3 separate regions of the Sus scrofa genome follow, and all the other regions are linked to region 2. Evidence: chromatin contacts called from public Hi-C and promoter capture Hi-C data. All regions are on one chromosome and are shown on one strand. Each heading gives the region's core, a stretch centred on a gene start, on an enhancer-like site or on the middle of the called end of the contact. The rest is flanking DNA. Distances are from core to core; before and after follow the strand shown.

Region 1 (3,112 bases), core at 215-2,714, 110 kb after region 2:
GTGCAGCGGAAAGGAATCCGACTAGGAACCATGAGGTTGTGGGTTCCATCCCTGGCCTCGCTCAGTGGGTTAATGATCTGGCATTGCTGTGGTGGTGTAGGCCGGCAGCTGTAGCTCTGATTAGACCCCTTGCCTGGGAACCTTCATATGCCGTGGGTGCTGCCCTTAAAAAAAAAAAAGAAAGAAAAGAAAAAAGAGTTCTTGTCGTGGCACAGTGGTTAACGAATCCAACTAGGAACCATGAGGTTGCGGATTCGATTCCTGGCCTTGCTCAGTGGGTGAAGGATCCGGCGTTGCGGTGAGCTCTGGTGTAGGTCGCAGACGCAGCTCGGATCCCGCGTTGCTGTGGCTGTGGCTGTGGCCGGCAGCTACAGCTCCAATTGGACCCCTAGCCTGGGATCCTCCATATGCCGCGGGAAGCGGTCCTAGAAAAGGCAAAAAAAAAAAAAAAAAAAAAAAAAATCAACTAAAAGTTAATATTTAAAACAATCTAAGGAATTCTGAAATTCAGAAGAAAAAAGAAACTCAGTTGGAAATTGAAGGAGACCTGAAAGGCTTAATAGTTAATGAAGAGATGCTGACACTCCTTTGAGGAACCAGCTTCAAGACCCTGTGCGGCGGGCTTGTGGAAACATAGCCGCTCTCTAACAGTGAATCAGAGCTCACCCAAGCCACCGAGAGCCGTGCAGATACATTGTATCCTAAAAAGGAAAGAAGCTTCAAGGGTGCTACCATGTAAAAAATGGTATCTACACTGTGACCTCGACGGTGCGCGATGGTGGTGCTGACGACGTGATTTAAACACCAATCTAGGGAGAAAGGCTTTGGGACCCACACGAAGACCGCCAGGGAGGCCTGGGGGACGGAGTGCGGTTAAGGGGCAGACGGAGCTGCCGGGCCAAGGGCTTCCCGTCAGGCCAGGTGCGCAATCCGAGGCGCTCAAGTCCAGCGGCTCCGAGCGAACTAGAGGGGGTCTGGGCAGGCGACGCGGAGGACTCGCTCCGGGATGGGGTGGCCAAGGGGTCCGGCCAGGAAGCCCCACTCGCGCCCCAGGTTCCCAGTCCTCTCGGCCAACGCACGAATGTCGGGAAAAGCGGGTGACCGGGGCCTTTCCGGGGTGCGAAGTCCCCACCGCCCGAGACCCGTGCAGGCGGATCGCCCAACCCAAGGCAATCCGCGCCGGCGCGCTGAGCTCCTCATTGAGCCCGCCCCACCAGGCCCCACCCCGCGCCCCTCGACCCTCACAGGCTGGGTCCGAGGACGCGCTCCGCCGGCAGGCCAATGGGAGCGCGGCGCGCCCCGGCGCACGTGCGCCCCGCCCCGCCCTGCAGAGGGCTAGCGGGCCGAGCTACAGGAGGAGGCGCGCCGGGGCGGGGCCGGGGCTGGGCTGCGGCGGGGCCGGGCGCTGATTGGCCGGTGCCGCGCTCCGAGGCCGTTAACGGCGGCGCGGCGGGGCCGCAGCTCCAAAACAAAGGGCAGGCGGCCCGCGGGCGGCGGCGGCGGGGATGTCTCGCGCGCGGCCCAGGCGCCAACCGCCGCAGCGCGTCCCGGGCCGCGCCGGGCCCTCCGGAGAGCCGCGCCCGCGCTGAGCGAGGCCGTGCCGATGGGCGCTGCGGGCCGGGGCGCGGACCGGCGGGCGGCCGTGAGTAGGGCGGGCCGGGGGTGCTCACCGGGCGTCGTTGGGCTGGTTGGAGGGCGGCGGGACCGGGAGCGTCTCCCCCGTTCTCTCTCCCCCTGACCCGGAGAAGGGATGGAAGGAGCTCCGCGCCCGATGGTAATAGGCTTTTCCCTCTAGAAAAAGGTCTCGACTGGGGAGGGAAATGAGGACAAAAGAGGCCTCCCGGCGAGTTCATGGCAAAGGGGGCGTTTCGAGTTCCCCACGTGAAGGTCGAGGCCGAAGTGAAACGCTCGCCTTCGTCCACCACTTGTGGCACCACCAGGGCTCTGTGGGTGCGAAGCTTGCACAGCCTAAGCTCCCCAAAACCGTGGTCCCTCCCCCGGGCCTGCCTCCTGCGGGCGCTGGAGCTCTAGGGAGGGAAGATGGGACGATGCCTCAGAGGAATCAGTGTCCCCGCCCCCGAGCTTTTTCTGTTCGGTTGCATTTTTTCTTCCTTTCTCGCCGCGAAACACACCCCTCAACCTGTTGTTTCCTTTACCAGGAATGGTACTCTTTCTACCTTCCAGTCCCTCTTTCTGCTAAACTACCTGAGCTTACCTCCTCTGGGGATCAGTTTCAGGTGTGTCACCTGCGCACGCTCCAGCCTCCCCCCTGCTCTAGGAGATGTGGCAGGAGTCTGCTCCATCCCCGTGTGGAGTTTTGTAATCCTTCCCTGCTTCCCCAAGCCCTGGCCGTGGGCTTTGGTCTGAGGGGTGCTAATTCTGAGCCTTTGGGCACCCCCTACCCACCGCCCTCCCCTTGCATCCCACGGAGCTAGAGTTATTCCACGGTGGGAACCCCTCATCCAGGACCTGGGGAATCCATGTCTTACCGCAGCTGTAGCACAGGGCCTGGCCTGATTGGGCAAATGATCTTAATTACCAATCTGATTAATAGTCTCTGATTTTTTATTTATTGGAGTATAGTTGACTTACTGTATTGCTATATTAGTTTCAGGTGTACAGTAAAGTGAATCAGATATTTAAATTTATTTTAGTCTTTTTTTAGGGCCACACCCCTGGCATATGGAGGTTCCCAGGCTAGGGGTCCAATCGGATCTGTAGCCGCCAGCCTATACCACAGCCACAGCGACGCGGGATTGGAGCGGCTTCTGACACCTACACTACAGCTCAAGGCAACGCCGGATCCTCAACTCACTGAGCAAGGCCAGGGGTCAAACCCATGTCCTCATGAATGATAGGTTCATTAACTGCTGAGCCACAAAGGGAACTCAGATATATCAATTTAGATATTCATTCTTTGTCCCCATAGTTTTTCTGACTTTAAATATTGGTTTTGTTTGTTTTTTTATTTCTTGGGCCGCTCCCGCGGCATGCGGAGGTGAGGTTCCCAGGCTAGGGGTCGAATCGGAGCTATAGCTGCTGGCCTACGCCAGAGCCACAGCAACGCAGGATCCGAGCCAAGTCTATAACCTACACCACAGGTCACGGCAAC
Region 2 (2,864 bases), core at 173-2,672:
TGGCTACAGCTCTGATTAGACCCCTAGCCTGGGAACCTCCACATGCCGTGGGAAGTGGCCCTAGAAAAGGCAAAAAGACAAAAAAAAAAAAAAAAAAAAAAAAGGAATAAGAATCAGGTGTTGGGTTCTACTTTATGGACTAAACATATTTCAAAAGAGTACTTTTTGGCTGTAGCCCTTTATTTATTTTCTCATATGCCACATGTTTTTTTTTTTCCCCAGAGGATTTTTTTCTCTTTTGCTTATTCATCTTCAAGACTGTCTAGTTGATCTTTGTTGATGACTGGAAGTCCAGGCTTTCTGGATCACAGTGTCAGACAATCAGGACGCAGAATTTCCCACCCTTAGTCCCCTTTCCAAGACGACGCAGGTGACTCCAATGAAGTGGCTCAGAAGCAAGGGCTGGATCATCTTCTGTCTCATTGTCTTAGCTGTTTATCGAATTCACCTGCTTCAAGATTCTGCCTTTTATTTTCAACCTCTGGTGTTTGTGACTATTAAAGTTACAGTTGATTTATGTTGTGTTCATTTCTGCTATACAGCAAAGTGATTCAGTTATACATATATACATTCTTTTCCATTTTTGTGACAATCTCTGAACCTCAGTGCGTCTAACTCGTTTTCTCTAGATGTTAATACTTGTTTTTTTCGCGTTTCTACCTGGGTAAGATCCTGCCCATCTGTACCAACTTGGGTGCCAGTCTCTGAATCTCAGTGTTTTTCTCAGGGTCTCAACCCACTACTCCCGAACCCCTTACTCTGCTCTCCTTTTCTTCGCAGTACTTCGCAGACAACTTGAGTCTTCCTTCAGATCCATCGACCGTCCATCCATCATCTCCTGGAGGGTAGCTTCGAGGAGGGTGGACGCGCAGGAACGCGGTGACACTTGTTGAACGAGCCTCTGCCGGAGCGGGCCGCGTCCGGGCTTCTTGTCTCCGCCTCCCACTCTGGGTTTCACACTTTCTCAGGATGCAAATATCTCTCTCGGTCTCGGTCACCCTTCCGGCTTCTGTGCGGGTCTCGAGGCCTCTAATCTGTATGGGCCCCGGACTCTCACAAACCTGGCTCGGCGCGCGGGGGCGGGGGGAATCCGCCCCGGTCGCGCTCCTACTCGGAGGGAGCCGCCCGGAGCTTCTCTCGGCCCGCTGCCCCGCCCGTTCGGCCCCGCAAGCTCGCCCCGCCTCGGAGTCCTCAGCGTTTCCCCGCCGCCTCCCGCGAGCGCACGTGACCGCGCCCCGCCCCGCCGCTGCAGTGCTCCGCCCCCAACGCGCCTCTTCCGCCGGCCGCGCAGCCCTGCCCCCAGGCCGCGGGAGCCAATCCGCGCTCACGCCTACGGCCCTGCCCCGGCGCCCTCCTCGGCGCGCGCCCCTCCCTCCGCCCGCCGGCCCGCCCGTCAGTCAGTCAGGCGGGCAGTCGGTACGAGCGGTCGGTGGCTATCTACCTCTCCCGAGCGGGTCCCTCACTGATTCTTCCCGGCCAGCGGCGGCGGCTGCAGCGGCTGGGGCGCGGTCTCCCCGTTGGTGCAGCGTGGGCCGAGCAGCGGCCGCGGAGCATCGAGCCCAGTGCGGCGGCGGCGGCGGCGGCCCGGCAGCCAACATGGCGGCGGCGGCGGCGGGCGCGGGCCCCGAGATGGTCCGCGGGCAGGTGTTCGACGTGGGGCCGCGCTACACCAACCTCTCCTACATCGGCGAGGGCGCCTACGGCATGGTGTGGTGAGTGTCCATGCCCCGCGGCCTGGCCGCGCCCGCCGCCCTCCCCTCCCCCCCAGCCGGGCTCACCGCTGCTGCCCCGCTTGCTCTCCGGACCCCGACCCTGACCCCGACCCCGGACGCGGACCCAGCCCCTACCCCAACCCGGACCTCCGACCTCCGACCCAGGCCCGCTGCGCCGCCAACCGCAGCGGGGCCTCGGTCGGGGCGGGGCTGGTCGGGCTGGGGCGTTGCTCGGCGCGGGGAGGGGGCGGGGGGTGGACACTGGATCCAGGACCCCGGCCCGGGAACCTAGGCCCCCTCCGCCCCCCCCGCCCCCCTCCCCGGCCTGGGTGTGCGCCGCGCGGCCTGCTCTTCGCGCCGGGGTGGGAAGCCGCGAATTCCTTCAGATGCTGGCGGCGGCGGCCGCGGCGTGTGTGCCCCGCCCCGAAATGACCGTCTGTTATTTTCCTTCCCTCGCCTGCGTTTTCCACGCACGGCTTTCATCAGATACCTTCGGTGGTGCCAGCGGTGCTCTCCTGCGCAGGCTTTTGAAAAAGCATTAGTGGCGTCAATGTTTGTTTTGGCATATTTCATTCTTGATGAAGTTTTTAAATGGGTTTTAATATCGTACTGTCCGCGTTTTAGGAAAGATAAACCAGCATCCCTCTCTTGATTTATTAAGGAGTCATTTGGAGTTGGGCCTAAATTGGCTTCTTTTTCCTTTATCTCGCTTGAACTCTATTACCAGCATAAAGGCATCCAGACGTTTTAGCACAATTATTGTGGACTTTTACTGTCAATGCTTTAGTGGTCAATATGTATGCAGTCCTGGTGGAGTTCTTGCAGTGTCACATGCTGGTTCCCTCGTCTTGATGCAGATCCCTCAGAAACGTTTGTGGAGTGGAGGTGACGGTGTTTTTTTTTCGTTTTTTTTTTTTTTTTAAATTAGTACTAACTAGCTGTCTTGTGCTGATGAAGACTTGTGCAGGTGTGGACTCCCTTATACCTAAATCTTGTGAGTGTCTTTTGTGTTGAACGAAGGAAAAAAACTAATACTGAATGCTGCGTGGCAGGTACTGTGCTAGATATATTATCTCATTTTATTTGAATAGTCAGCTGGTGGGAGGGAAGGGCTGTGAGATCTTTCAGATGAGAAAGTATTTCTGGTAAAGC
Region 3 (3,110 bases), core at 426-2,925, 68 kb after region 2:
TAGCAATTACTTATCATCATTTATTGCTTTTGTCTTTTTGTGTTTTATGTTTTGATACTGAGTTGGTTAGAATCTCTTAATAGGTATCCTGCTTTTTTTCTCTTTTAGATCTGTGACTTTGGGTTGGCCCGTGTTGCAGATCCAGACCATGATCACACAGGGTTCCTGACGGAGTATGTCGCCACACGTTGGTACAGGGCTCCAGAAATTATGTTAAATTCCAAGGTAAGGACCAAGTTTCCATAAAAAGAAACCAGGAAGCAAAAGAACTGTGGACGTGAGTTACAGTCAGCCTTCCTCTCAGTAAGCCAGTTTCCACCTGGTCTGAGGCTTGGCCTCTCTGGCCAGGACCAAGGTGCTATCCCAGTTTCCTGTTCAGCACAGAACTTCTGGGCCCTGAGTTGTGGCCTTTCCACTGCAGCTGGGATAGTGCTGCTGTGTTACAGGATTGGAGGGTGCGCCTCTCCGATCACTGCATCCCACCCTTGGTCAGCTCTCCCCAAGTCTTGCCGGGGGCAACTTTCACTTTTGCGGTCATGTTCTCATAGCTGGGAGGGGTGGTGCTGCTATCGCTGGGCAGCCCTCAGGGAGGGACGCCCTGTAGATTCTTGTCCAGCCCAGAGAAAGAGGGGATCCCCCAGTGTGACTACGCATGGTGATCAGAAGTGTGAGTGCTGACCAGTGTCTCTGCACTGTTCACATCCACTGTCATCATAATAACCTCTGTGGCTTTTCTCCCTGTTTGGTTTATATGCTGCGTTGTTGCTTTAGTCTCCTTCAGTAGTTCCTCAGCTTTTCTTGACCTCGATGTTCTTGAAGGATGCGGGCTAGCTCTTTTTTAGCACATACCTCAGTTTTGTGTCGTGCATTTGGGCCATGAATAGTCTAGAGACCGTGTTTCTGTCCTGTCAAGGGGCACACCTGGTTTGTGTTAGTGTTGAGGAAGTTCACGTTAGTGTTTGGGAAGGTTGAACATCTTAAAACCAAATTATTATTTGTCTCTCCATGCGATCTTCATTGATTGCTGAATTACGAAGCCAAAGGAGAAGCTGACCCTCAGTGGCCCCTTGCCTATGTGCAGGAAGGTCCCGTGTCATGGAGAGCCACAGTCACACTCATCTTGTCTTTTTTCCCGCTGCAGGGCTACACCAAGTCCATCGACATCTGGTCTGTCGGCTGCATCTTGGCAGAGATGCTCTCCAACAGGCCCATCTTCCCGGGGAAGCATTATCTCGACCAGCTGAACCACATTCTGGGTAAGCTTTCTGAGCATGCTCAGCCTGTGATGGGCAGGAACTTTCTTATCTTCTTTGATGAGGGAAGAAAGCATTGGGAGGTGGTGAGAGGACTTTGGTACCAGGGTCCCTTCCGCCCCACTCCTGATGGGTGAGATTGCTTTACTTTGGCTTTGATGATTAACAGCTAATTATTTTATCTGATAGGTATTCTTGGATCCCCATCACAGGAAGACCTGAATTGTATAATAAATTTAAAAGCTAGAAACTATTTGCTTTCTCTTCCACACAAAAATAAGGTGCCATGGAACAGGCTGTTCCCAAATGCTGACTCCAAAGGTAAATAGGATTTCATTGATTATTTTTCTTAGGTTTAGCTTATATTTGTTTTCTTCAATAAAGCATGAGGTCACTCTGTAGTTATCGGATAATGCTTTTGGTGTTGCTCTTCATTGCTTTCCCCCGTTTATTTAGGAGTGGTGGCTACAGGCTAAGGGGGTGTGCAGGGGAGTGTCTTGTTTTCTGCTTTCTAAAGTCAGGTTTATCGTAGAGTAATTTACATAGAGTAAAACTCACCCATTTTAGTTGTGCAGGTCTTTGGATTTTAACAGATGGGTACAGTCCTGTAACTTCCACCACAGATAAGATATGGAGTGTTTCCATCATCCCCAGAAGTTGCTTCCTGCCCCTTTGTAATCAGCTCCCTTGCCAGGTCCCTAACCGTGTCTACTCTGATCTCTGTCCCAATAGCTTGGCCTTTTCCAGAATGTCATAGCAATTCAGTGATGTCATATGTAGCCTTTGATATCTGGACTCTTCCACTCAGTATCATGCATGTGAGATTTAAGTTTGTACTGGTGCCTGTCAGTCTCCTCAGCAAATGGTGCTGGAACATTTGTGTGCAATAAAATAAATAAATAAATAACATAGACCTAAATATAAGGACTACAACTATTCAGCTCTGAGAAGAGAATAGGATAGAGTCTTTGTGACCTTAAGTTAGGTGAAGATTTCTTAGATATGATACCAAGAACATGTTCCATTTAAAAAAACAGTGATACATTCGACTTTAGCAGCATAGGAATCAGGAGGAGGAGAGATCCTCAGAGAATCTGTGGGGTCTAAGTCATTTGAGTCTCTGGAGGGCAGTTTGGCAGTTGTGTCACATGTCTTTTATTCCAACAGTTCTGGGTATTGAACCTTTTTGGGTTTGCCAACCAAGTAAGGGAGAAGTGGCATTTTTGTTTTTCTTTAATTAAAAGTGAGGGTGAATATGAATATTTTTTCACGTGTTTGTTAGAAATTTTCTGACTGCTTAGTCCCTTGAACCAGTAGTATTGTAGATTTCTCTCCAAAATTACTCCAGTGAGGTGGAAGAAATGATTATTATTCAGCAGATGGTACTGGGCTAGTTGAATAGCTTTTTGGAAGAAAATCAGTTTAAATCATTACTCACACATCAAAGTGATTCCCAAGAGAATGCATAAAATACTTTTTAAAAAATCATAGTTTAAAAACTAACAATATTTGGAGTTCCCATCATGGCTCAGTGAAAACGAATCTGACTAGCATCCATGAGGATGCAGGTTCGATCTCTGGCCTCACTGAGTGGGTTAAGGATCCACCGTTGCCATGAGCTGTGGTGTAGGATGTGCCGAGAGAAGTGTGGGTCAGCAGGCAGGAAGGGGGATCCACGTGTGGGTAGAGAAGGGCTGAGAAGTCTCTCCCAGAGCTGCTGGGGGCCTCAGTGAGATGAAGAGTCTTGAGTTCTTGGCAGAGTGCTCCTTAGGCCTCTGAGGTCCCAAATTCTTCCAGGGGGTCGTGAGCTTAAAACCACTTTCTTAACAGCACTTGAATGTTTTTTACTCTTTCTCT

The links. Promoter capture Hi-C pulls out the DNA fragments that hold promoters and counts their contacts. A called contact is a pair of places that touch in the nucleus more often than the background predicts.
Region 1: a contact with region 2 is called in a Hi-C map of liver, with 1.7 times the contacts expected there. The contact joins the promoter of YPEL1 here to the promoter of MAPK1 in region 2. A contact is called at or near these places in 7 of 47 Hi-C or Micro-C datasets (blood, brain, liver and 1 more) and 1 of 2 datasets of contacts at active chromatin or transcription factors (alveolar macrophages).
Region 3: a contact with region 2 is called in a promoter capture Hi-C map of liver, with 2.8 times the contacts expected there. The contact joins the enhancer-like site here to the promoter of MAPK1 in region 2. A contact is called at or near these places in 1 of 5 promoter capture datasets (liver), 5 of 47 Hi-C or Micro-C datasets (blood, embryonic fibroblasts, liver and 1 more) and 1 of 2 datasets of contacts at active chromatin or transcription factors (alveolar macrophages).

What each region holds. Positions count from the first base shown.
Region 1 is chr14:50,189,177-50,192,288 of Sscrofa11.1, forward strand. It overlaps YPEL1 (protein yippee-like 1), which reads left to right and starts at 1,465. Exons shown (of 5, transcript XM_003132989.4): 1 at 1,465-1,642.
Region 2 is chr14:50,082,134-50,084,997 of Sscrofa11.1, forward strand. MAPK1 (mitogen-activated protein kinase 1) reads left to right here and starts at 1,423. Exons shown (of 9, transcript NM_001198922.1): 1 at 1,423-1,712. The coding sequence starts at 1,597. It overlaps PPM1F (protein phosphatase 1F), which reads left to right. Exons shown (of 8, transcript XM_021073287.1): 8 at 781-914. The coding sequence ends at 893.
Region 3 is chr14:50,150,071-50,153,180 of Sscrofa11.1, forward strand. It overlaps MAPK1 (mitogen-activated protein kinase 1), which reads left to right. Exons shown (of 9, transcript NM_001198922.1): 4 at 109-225; 5 at 1,142-1,256; 6 at 1,443-1,574. Among named protein-coding and RNA genes, the nearest start is that of YPEL1, 39 kb to the right of the region's middle. Within about 2 kb of position 1,676, at least 2 of the 83 cell types and tissues checked have an H3K27ac peak or open chromatin away from gene starts, as enhancers often do. A contact at or near this core is called in liver, where this site is marked.